Regions from separate parts of the Gasterosteus aculeatus genome. Here region 1 is linked to region 2. A link is a contact called in public Hi-C data. All regions are on one chromosome and are shown on one strand. The core of a region is the stretch at or near the end of the contact, and the rest is flanking DNA. Distances in the headings are between cores, read along the strand shown.

The links. A called contact is a pair of places that touch in the nucleus more often than the background predicts.
Region 1: a Hi-C map of tail fin shows a contact between it and region 2, with 4 times the contacts expected there. The contact joins the enhancer-like site here to the promoter of apobec2a in region 2. A contact is called at or near these places in 2 of 6 Hi-C or Micro-C datasets (skeletal muscle and tail fin).

Annotation. Positions count from the first base shown.
Region 1 is chr17:20,320,827-20,326,226 of fGasAcu3.hap1.1, reverse strand. It overlaps LOC120834822 (band 4.1-like protein 1), which reads right to left. Exons shown (of 22, transcript XM_078091701.1): 20 at 5,049-5,129; 21 at 4,844-4,960; 22 at 2,490-4,635. The coding sequence ends at 4,630. cntn4 (contactin 4) reads left to right here. Exons shown (of 23, transcript XM_040204296.2): 23 at 1-1,230. Among protein-coding and RNA genes, the nearest start is that of LOC120834822, 47 kb to the right of the region's middle. Within about 2 kb of position 3,021, at least 3 of the 9 cell types and tissues checked have open chromatin away from gene starts, as enhancers often do.
Region 2 is chr17:20,239,321-20,244,478 of fGasAcu3.hap1.1, reverse strand. apobec2a (apolipoprotein B mRNA editing enzyme, catalytic polypeptide-like 2a) reads right to left here and starts at 2,817. Exons shown (of 4, transcript XR_013453161.1): 1 at 2,493-2,817; 2 at 60-284. LOC120835575 (dihydropyridine-sensitive L-type skeletal muscle calcium channel subunit alpha-1) reads left to right here and starts at 4,883. Exons shown (of 43, transcript XR_013453160.1): 1 at 4,883-5,158.

The DNA.
Region 1 (5,400 bases), core at 1,772-4,271, 82 kb before region 2:
AGCTTTCACCCAAAGCCCACTTAGTGGGGCCTTCCAAATGTCCCCATGCCGCGCTGCCGCAGAGGAATGCATTTAGTTTGTAACGCGTTGACAGACACTTCCACTGCTCTCACAACAAAAGAATGCTGAAGCATCTTTGGAGCTTGGATGGAAATACCATCCATGACAGGAGGCGGGATGTCTCCGTGTACGGATGCAATGGTTGCAGCAGTCAGACCTTTTATCACGCTGGATGCTAACGCATCGCAAGCGTCGTGTTTTTTGGTGCCAGTCCTATCAGAGAAGGTGGCCAAGAACTCCCAAAAAGTCGACGGTGTCCTTAGAGGCGTCCGCATGAAAGCTCGCTACCAGTAACTGCTGCTTTAGAGGCCATTGATAGCCGGTGACGGGACGCTTGTGGCTGTCTCATGCTCCTCCCCCTTTCAGTTAGCGCCGTGTTTAGAGCTATTCTTTGCCTTCCGTGTGCCTCATCATACGTTCAAAATCCTCAGGTCCTTAAAGAGCCTTAACTTCTCATGTGTGTATGAAAAACCATTAGGAGCACTGAACAGCGAAGCAGCCGCGGGGATGTTTACATGTCTGTTTGTGGGGATCGGGTGGGAGGAACGAGAATCGTCTGAATGGCATTCGGATATTTCGCATGGGATATTGGCAATATATGAGGCCTGGTGCATTTTATAGGTGTGTGTTCTTATTTAAAGACAATGCTGCTGATCCTTTCCTTTCCCCGTAGTCTCCTGAGGCCGCGAGGGGCTGCCGTGCCGCCGAGGCGCCGCGCAGTCTGTATGTAGCGTGTAATCCGGTTAAGTAGTTTGTACTTTGAAGGGAAGTGTGCTGTAGGCTACTGAGTCTCGCTCAGAATCATCCATCAAGAAATGTGTAATATACTGTTTTGTACACTTCAAATCATTTATATAAAAAAATCCCTTTCTAAAGAGATGATTTACTTTGTTTTTGTGTAATAACTGTTTCATACTGTAGCTAACTGTTGCTCAGCATGATTATTCCTTTGTCTTCTCTTCTGTCCATCTGCAAGTCGACCGATTTGCTTTGGCAACGTGCACGGCTCATGCATCTGATCATTTAGTGTAAACTATATGTATCTGAACCATGATGAGCCCCCCGTCTCAGTCAGCCCCTCCGAGGTGTCCATACACACTTTACGTGAGGCTTCCCTCTGTTGCTGTTTGTTGTTTATACTGTGTTAATAAAGATTATTGATTTATAGAACAATGTCAAGCTCTGTGGGTCAATCCGTCACTACATCACGGGACCAACATATGGGAGTATGTTCTTCTCTACTTGTTCACATTACAATTAAACAAATGAAACACGTGGATGTAGAGTTACAGTTTACTGAAGGGATACTCCGGGGATTTAACAAAGCACGGCTCCAATTAAAACTGCCAAGAGCTACAGATTAAAACTTTGGGTCCCGTTCCAATAACAAGGGAGTCCACACTCACGTTTCTGAAGTGAAACAAGACGGTTGACTTACAAATAAATGTTGAATGATACATTTTTGGCCGACCAAAAGGTTCAAATTACGATCTGATAACAAACTGTGAAAGGGTTACATAATAATTATAACCTGTCAATCACAACGTAGACAACAATGTCATGAAAAAGTCAAGGTGTAGTATTTCTATAATAAAGTCCACAGTATATTCTACATGTATATATACGAAAGAAGACATAAAAGAGTCATAACTATGAGGCTGGAATCTCTTCTTCATATCTTGATGTGTCACCGGTGTATCAGGTGACAATTGTAGATCTTTACGCCATAACCGTGAAAATACCATAGTATGATTTACCCTAATACTAATAACTAATACTAATAACAGCAATGTATGCTGACATTTATTTCAATATACTATAGACAGTCATAGCAGAGTTTGTCTTCTATTTGACAGGCTCTACTATGAATGTCTTATTTTCTTCCCCATACTATTTTTCAATTTTTTATGACAGATTATACGATTATTTTATATATATTTTTTATTTTTTACATAATATACATTGTTCATTTAATTCAGTTCCGTGTCTTTCTTCAACTTATAAACTACAGGTATTTGTTGACTTTTAGAAATGGTATTACTCTGTTTGGCTTTGACTTATTTGGACGTTATATACTATTACTTTTTTCCACATAAAAGGATTGCGTTGTTAAAAAAAGTGGACAAAAAGGCATCAAGTGCAATCGTGTATCAGACCGTTTAGCGCACTAGATGGCGCTAACAGCATATAAATAACTTCTTCAAACCTGCTGCCAGCATCGTTGTGCTGATGGAGGCCAGGAGATGGCAGTGAAGAACAAGGCGTCAACGGCAGCCTCCACTTCTCACACAAAAAAACTACAATTAATCACATGACGAACTGCTGATGGATGAAAGTCATTTAATGAAGTAGACAAAGAATTTGTTTCCCCACAGTCCACTATTAGACAACTGGTCCCCTTCCCCTCTTCAGTGGAGTCAGACACAGTGTTTGAATCATACTGAGACATTTATTTATGCATGTAGGTTTTCCATTTAGACTGAATGCAAATACAGCAAATACACACCACCAAGCACGAGGGGGATGTAGAGCAAGAAGGCAGCGCAGCTCAATGCTCTTCAGGAAAAAAAGAACATAAAACAACCTAAAACCCATAATGGGAACTCATCTGGATTGTCCACGTTAATGGGGCCAATAAATATTGTCATGTCGCTGAGGACCCAAAGGGTCCCTCAATGTCCCGTCCTGGTCCAAGCGAGTAATTCGCTTTGTAAGACCAGCTCCGGTTCGCCCTCCGACTGAGGGGGGGGGGGTCGTTTCCACGTCCGCCTCGGGGATGATTGACGGCTGAGCTGTGATAACGCCGGCTGCTGCTCTCGTCAGCACCACTCCGAACATAAGGCACCCACTCATGAGACGCTGGTTTTACACCCACGGGCTCAAAGTCTACATGGGCACCACACAGAAGTGTGCATATATACCGTATGTGTGCATGTGCATGTGGATGGAGGCCCCTCCTCCCTCCATCTCTCCCCTCGTCTGTCTCCCATCAGTGGTGAGTCCGTTTCAAACAGCTTTACAGTGTACGTACGTGCTGCAGTCATCAGCGAGGTGCCTCCACAACAGTCCAGTGTCAGAAAACAAGGAAGAAAAAAAAACTAAAAACAAATGAATTTCCTCCGACGCATCAACAGCAGGGGGCGACACTTCCAAGCTTCCTTTTGCGTACCGCCTCTGCGTTACAGTTCACAGTTTTCTCCTTTTAGAGGACAGGTGACGCGAGCGATGGCTGCTTATTGCAATTTCTCCTTGTTTCTTTTTACAGCGATGAGTGAGATGCTCCGCCTCCGGCTAACAGCAGCGAAAGGTCACCAGCGAGGGTCAAGCTCCATCACAGGGGGGTCTATGGGTGATTAAGTGATGCATAGTATATCATTAAAGGTCATCCTGGTGACACTAGGGGAGGGAGGGGGGGGGCACAGGCCTCACATTCACCACTCCTATAAATACAGTTCGACAGAATGAAAAAAAAAAAAACCACGTTAGGATAATGCTCGTGAACGTGCACAAACTTAAAAGTTGTAGTTTTGCCGCCCGAATTAATAACTCTCATACCACAAAAATATTTCAAATGATGAACGAACATATCAGGGGCACAAGAACTAAAGAAACGACTGAAGGGTTTGCCCCCCCCCCCCAAAGGGAAGTGTGCGCATGCGTCCTGCAGCACCACTTCTCTGGTTTGGAGTTCGCTCTGATTAACTTAATCTTCCAGCTCGACCGCGTCAAAGTGAAGAGGAAAGCAAACAGTCTCCATGACGGCAGTCAGTCAAATCATCACATTTCTGAAAAGCTTTCAAATAAAACATTATTCATATTAAAATATCTCTCAACGTCGTACGACGGCGCCCGAAACCAGTGACCAGCATTTCCTCAACGTTGACGTGAAAATAAAAAAACGGTGAGGGCGAACCGGACGAGTCCCGGCTGTCCTTCCTCAGTGGACCCCCCCCCCAGCGGTCTGTAGGGGCTCAGACCCATAATATATATATATATATACATATATGGATGCCTTTGTGTATTTATTCATATTTTGCACTCCCGCTGCTATTTTGTATCTATCTCATCATGCAGATTATCTGACATTATACATAAACAAGCAAACACTGCACATAAATTAGATCCTCTATAGATAAAAATGTAAAAAGCTTATAAGACAGCTGTGGATTTTACTGAAGCTGCAGTCAGGAGGAGGCGGCATCGAGCGAGAGGCCGCTTGGCGCTGTTCATTTAACCCCCCCCACTCTTATACCTTGTTCATCCAGGACCCTTACGGGGAGGGATTCAGACCACCTGACCCAATGGGCCCAGGACAGATGTGTGTGTGTGTGTGTGTGTGTGTGTGTGGGAGGGGGGGGTTGGGCGAGAGTCAGAGCTGGTTGTGGAGGTCTACTGCTTCATGGAAGTGAGTCCGTTCTTGTTCCAGTGTTTTCACAGAGAGTCTTGGGGGGGGGGGCGTACTGCGGGAGAGGGGGGGGGGGGGGGGGGGGGGGGGGGCAGACCGGAAGGCGCTCGTCTGTTGGATGCTCTCCCGCCCCCCTCCCTCGTCTCAGCAGCCACCACGGCCGATCAGGACTGCAGAAGAGACAAACAGCATCACAGATGAGTCATGAAACTGCACCATAACATGTTTATTATCTCCATGTCAGACGACTTAATATACTGTGACATGTTCATGACCTTCTACACTGTGACATTTTAGAACTTACTATACTTTGACCTTTTAAATGATTTTGGCCCGGCGCCTGCTAGAGCGTTAAATAATGGATCAGACGTCGCACACCTCTGCCTGCTGCTGCAGCTCCTCCGTCGGAGACTCGCTTTCCCTGATGACCACGGCTTTTGTCACCAGCATGTCGGGGTGCTGCTGTTTGGCCTCTTGGATCGCCATGGCGAGCGCCTGGGAGGGACACGAGGCGTCAGCGCGTGTGCCCTTCTTGCAGATATAGAACAATGTGTGGAAGTGTTGCGGGTCTCGTCCTTCTCACCTGATGTTGGTCCACATCCTCGTCTCCTGTGATTATGATCCTCTTCTCGATTCTGGTCTCTGAGAAGCCTCCTTTCACCGTCTGCAGCAGACGAAAAAGGGAATTCAGTGACTGTCGATGTCAGTTTACAGAAGACAAAAGAAGTAGTCATAGGTCATTGTTGTGTATTTCCAGTAGTCACTTATTAATGTGAAGAATAGTACATTTTATTGTGTCATCATTCATAGACCGATGAATAAAACAGGATTTATATCAGTTTATTGATCCCAGCATGTCGACAACGAGGAATGAAACCTATTCATCCGTCCGGGCCCCAGTTAAACTGTCACCATGGCAACAGATGAGGTGTTAC
Region 2 (5,158 bases), core at 1,568-4,067:
CACATTCATATTATTTGTTCACGATGACTGCCTCTAATTTGATCAAGAGAGGTATGTACCAGGTGACTGTGTATCTGACTGAAGGGTCATAGTTTGGGATGCACTGTATGAAGAAAGCCTCCTCAGCATGAGACCCCGAATGCTCATCCTCCAGATAGCCCCTCAGCAGCCCGTCATCTGTGTTCCCTTTATCTACGAGGTAACACAGGAAGGTCTTGTTGCGTCCCGAGGAGTATTCCACATTCTTGAACTGGAACTTAAATGCAAAAGGATCAATTCGGTCCCTGTGTAAAAACACAATGAATGAAAGAAACATAGTCAAGTCAGTTTAAAATTCTTACATGATGCAAAACCGAGATCAATTATTTTACGGCAACTCACACTTTATAAAGGACCATTAATTGCCTGTTTTATACAGCCACTGACTGCCTGCGGGCCGGTACCGGTCCGGGGCCCGGTGGTTGGGGACCTCTGACTTAGACGACATAAAGTGTGTGCACTATCCAGTCAAAGGTTTTATATAGCTTTTGTCTTGAACATTGAAAAATACAACAATGTATTCAAAATAAAAAATAAGTGTACGAAAGTACGTTTGGCTTGAATATCATTTTGACTCAGTGCTATACTTTCTTTCAATAAACATTTTTTCCATTTACCCCTATATTTTTTATATTTGTTGTATATTATATGTTTGGGTTGCAGATTTTATATTTTCAGATTCCGATCTTAAATTTTTAGGTTCACATTTGTTTTTCAAATGGAGAAAACCTTTGACCTGGATTTGGCTCCACGTCCCCCTGCTTTTTATGTTTAATATGACTCCTCCAAAGATGAAGACTTTGGAGTTGCCTTGATCCAGGACTTTGTATGTGACAGTAACAGTAATGGCACCAATACTAATGTTAGAAAAGGTGTCGGCAGGGCCACGTGAGGAGACGGGACCAGGCTGGTTATATCTGCAGAAAGCACCTCATCTCCGGTGCTTCAGTAATGGAATTAGTAATGTGCAGTAATGAGATCCTTATGGAACTAGAGAGAGAAGAAGTGAGAGGAGCTAAGTGTAACCTAGGAACTCCCCGAGCATTCTAGGCCATTAGAAGCCCATCTAATGGCACGGTTGAGGCTACAGGAGGCCTGTAAGAGAACTATAAGCGCTATCAACGAGGAAAGTCTTGAACCTCGTCCTAAATGAGGCGACTGTTTGCCGCCTTGGACTCAAAGTGGTTCCACTGCAGAGGAGCTTGATAACTGAAGGCTCCGGCTCACATCCGACTTTTGAAGACTCTATAGGAGCAACAAATAGACCGCCATCTATGGAGTAGTAGGGCAACATGGTATTATAAGCTCCTTGAGATAAGACGGTGCCTGACCAGCAAGTGGAGGAGAACTATCTTACGATTCTATTCTTGAATTAGCAGGGAGCCGGTGCAGAGAAGCAAATACAGGAGAAACATGATCCCTTTTCTTAGTTCTGGTTAATACACGTGCCGCAGCATTCTGAACTGGAGAGGCTGAAGACACTTATAATATAATAATGGTTTTCTAATAAAGAATTGCAGTAATCTAGTTTAAAAGTAACACATTAACTAAGTAATCATCCTCTCTCTCTCAAAATGGACGTAATTACAAGATCAGAGATTATTTGCCTGCACTAGTTCTAGAACAGAATTACTAAGAATGAATTTCAATGTAATATATTTGATATATCTCTCGCATTTTCCCTTATTGATTTTAATAGTTAGCTAAATTGGTCACGTTTTAGAAATGAAGTCGTTCACAGGGTGTGAAGATTTGCTAAATCTAGCTGCATTTCCAAGTTAGTGACACCGGCCAAACTTTCCTTAGAAGTTGAAGTGGGTCACGCAGACCAAAAGCAAAGAGCCAACATGCTGTAAAGTCTCAGGCGCTCATGTTTCCTGCATTCCAAAAACAGAAGAATTAACCATTGGAAAGTCTGCAGGAATACATTTCAATGAGCCTCTACTAAAAAGCATGAATAATGCTTGTAGATTCACACTGCTGAACAAAGAATCTTCTCAACTTTCAAGCAACTGATGAATAACTTTGTGTTTAAGTTTACACAAGCTGATACTTGACTGGTTTGTAGGGTTTGGTGTTCAACATCATCAAATTTAGAGGTTTGTCTTAATGTACATTTAGATATTTTATATTTACTACAATAAAACAACCTGTAAAACAAACTTCATTATATGGACATCTCATTTGAGCTTATCACACATTGTTTTTTGCAAGGCACTTGGGGGATTTTTCTCACATTTGTCACAGATCTCAAATGTAAAGGTGAAGATTCACTCAAATCAACTCTGATCGCTTCAGTACAATCATGTGGGGTCGTAATATTCTCTCAACCTTGTGAGCACACCATCACTTCAGTAAAAAAAATATACAGCACATTCATAATGAGGTCACTGCTCATCTTTCACTCTGTTTATTGACTGTTTTGTGGACCACACTTATTGATGTGAACCTACCCGTTGATGATTTCAAAAGCAGGTAGTTCCATTGGCTCAACCTGAGAATCTTCTGCACCGACCTCTGCGTTATCCTGTGCATGCCCTCCTTCATTCTTTATTTGTTGTACATCCACGGGCTTTTCGCTGGACAATTCTTCTTTTCTCTTTCCTCTCGTTACGGAACATCCTTTCTCCGCCATGATGAGAAGTAGGGTTCACTAAACTAAACTAAAACAAAAGAGACCAAGCAGAAGACAAGCAGAGAGGATTGAAAACCAAGTGAGGGGGTAGTTGAAGAGTAGAGAGGGCAGGGGAGAGCAGAGGAACAAAGTAAGGAGCTGACCAAGGGGGAGCAGAGGGGGAGAGAATGCTAGAATTAGACCATGCAGTTCATAAGGTCGTCTATACATCAGCCTCTTATGAATACTTAGTCACTTATTGGTAAGATGACTCCCTGAGAAAATACGTCTACTGTGGTGAGGAAGAGCTTTATCCAGACGTAATACAACCAGCAAAAAACTGAAAAGCTCTTAGTTAAGGATATTAAACCAATTGTATTGTTCTAATAGCATTCAAAGCTTCAACATATTTAATCAACGTTCAGAACAAAACACCGGATAATATTCATATATTTTTGGCACATAATGAACAACAATTAAGGATAATATAATAAAACTCAGCTTACAGTTCTGTCTATAAGCAGCTTAAATCTAACATCTAATATTGGCACTGGCCTTAAAGGCCCATATGGGTCACACCATGGTAGATCCACGCAGGCAGCTGCAGCTAACAGACCCAGTAGATCTATTTAAAGTGGGGGAGGTAGGGCCCCAACTATTTACAGTAGTTCTGACACAGGGTCTCTGCTTGTATGCCTTTGGGCCGACAGGGACTGCAGCTCATTTTGCATGGTGGCAGAAGTGTGTTAGTATTTCAGCTGCACAATTGCACAGAATAACATGATCAGTAGAGACCAGCTGGCCAAGAAAAGGATAGCTTGATTCCGAAGGCTCCGTTAGATGGCGGCAAGATCTAAAAAGTAAACTATATAAAACGCAGTGCCATTGTCACCTGTATAGAGCTCAGGCTGTCAAAGACAACAGGTTGCGAAGGTAATCCGCCCAAATGCTTACATGCTGAGCCTTCTGGTGGCTGAAAAAGATAGTGGTTATCTTCTTTTACCGTGGACCCAATAGTTCCCTTATTCTCATAATCAAATCATTGACCTGAAACCCAGAAAACGTTTTCAAAAGGGGGACTTTGGGGACCTAGATTTGTACCCTTCACAGTCCATCATAAGCATATGTACAACAAAAGTTTGATACCTACTTGTAAAAATGTATTCCAAACAATATCACATTCCTTCTAAAAATATGTGATTTCCAATATTTAGGATTCTCGCTACGACTGTATTTCATAGAATTATTATCCTCGCTAAGGATTTTTAGTTTTTTTTCTAATTTTTATTTGGCCAGTGTGGTCTTTAGACCTTTGCCTTTAAAAAACGCATTAAGCTTGAAAAGATATTGCTATAACTATGCGAGTGTGGCAAAATACTACAATTCGCCATGAAAATTGAAGTGGTTTTAAATTGTCCATAAATGCTGAGCTGCTCCATATTTCTCATACGTCGTCACCTCCTTACCCTGTACATCCATATGATGATTTTCATTCCCAGTAAAAGCGTCACCTGGTGGCAACATTAAGTTACATGTTATTTAATTTAAACCCTTCTCCTCTCAGATTAATCAGATTCCTCAGAAATATAGTCAGACCTTGATAATATTAAAGTTTCCAAAAAGTTCCTCCCAGTGCCGCTCCACGCCGCTAACAACAGATGATTATAACACAAGTATATGTTGGACAATATGAAACATTTTCCCTAAAAAACTACAACTAACACTAGGACGACCACTACTACAATTGCTTTTATTAATAACTACACCATTACTACTATTGCAATTACTTCCCAAACAATTACTTCCTCTTTGTCTGAGACCTATTAAGTGCCAAGGCTTTTTAATAGCTTCTTTTTTACCTTGCCAGTACTAAACCTACGACAATTAATACCACTGGTACAAATTTGACTTACTTCCTGCTACCACTATTAAAATTACTACTACTACGTATTGCTTTGTCTTTGGGCAGTTGCAGCCACGCTGTTAACATTTCTTGCGAAATGTTTTTGTTTGTTATATGCAGTTTTTTCTTCTTTTACACTTTTCTGTTTTGGTGACACTCACTTCTATAAATAAAAATATAAAGGTGAAAGTCACTATAGTCATATCAAATGTCCTCTTTTGTCAACACATGCTACAACACCCGTGCTCATTGTCTATATATATTCTCATGACCACACAGCTGCTCAGCAAACCAATCCCCTACAAGTAAAGGGTGCAGCTGCCATTCCGCAGACATAAACAGAGAAAGAGGGGGAGCTCAGTCAAACCATCAGAGAGAGTGATAGAGATGATTGAGACAAGTTCAGATGGGTTATGAATGAGTACCGAACTAGCTAAAAGGACTACTGCACATTTTAAAAAGGACCTTTTGGATTACCTCCTACAACTTGGCAAAAATACCCTTTTGAAGCCGCAATGGCCGATAGCAGCGGTCCGCCATTGTCATCCTACATCATGGATGAAGAAACTCTAAAGAGAAAACAAAAGGAGAAGCTGAAGAAG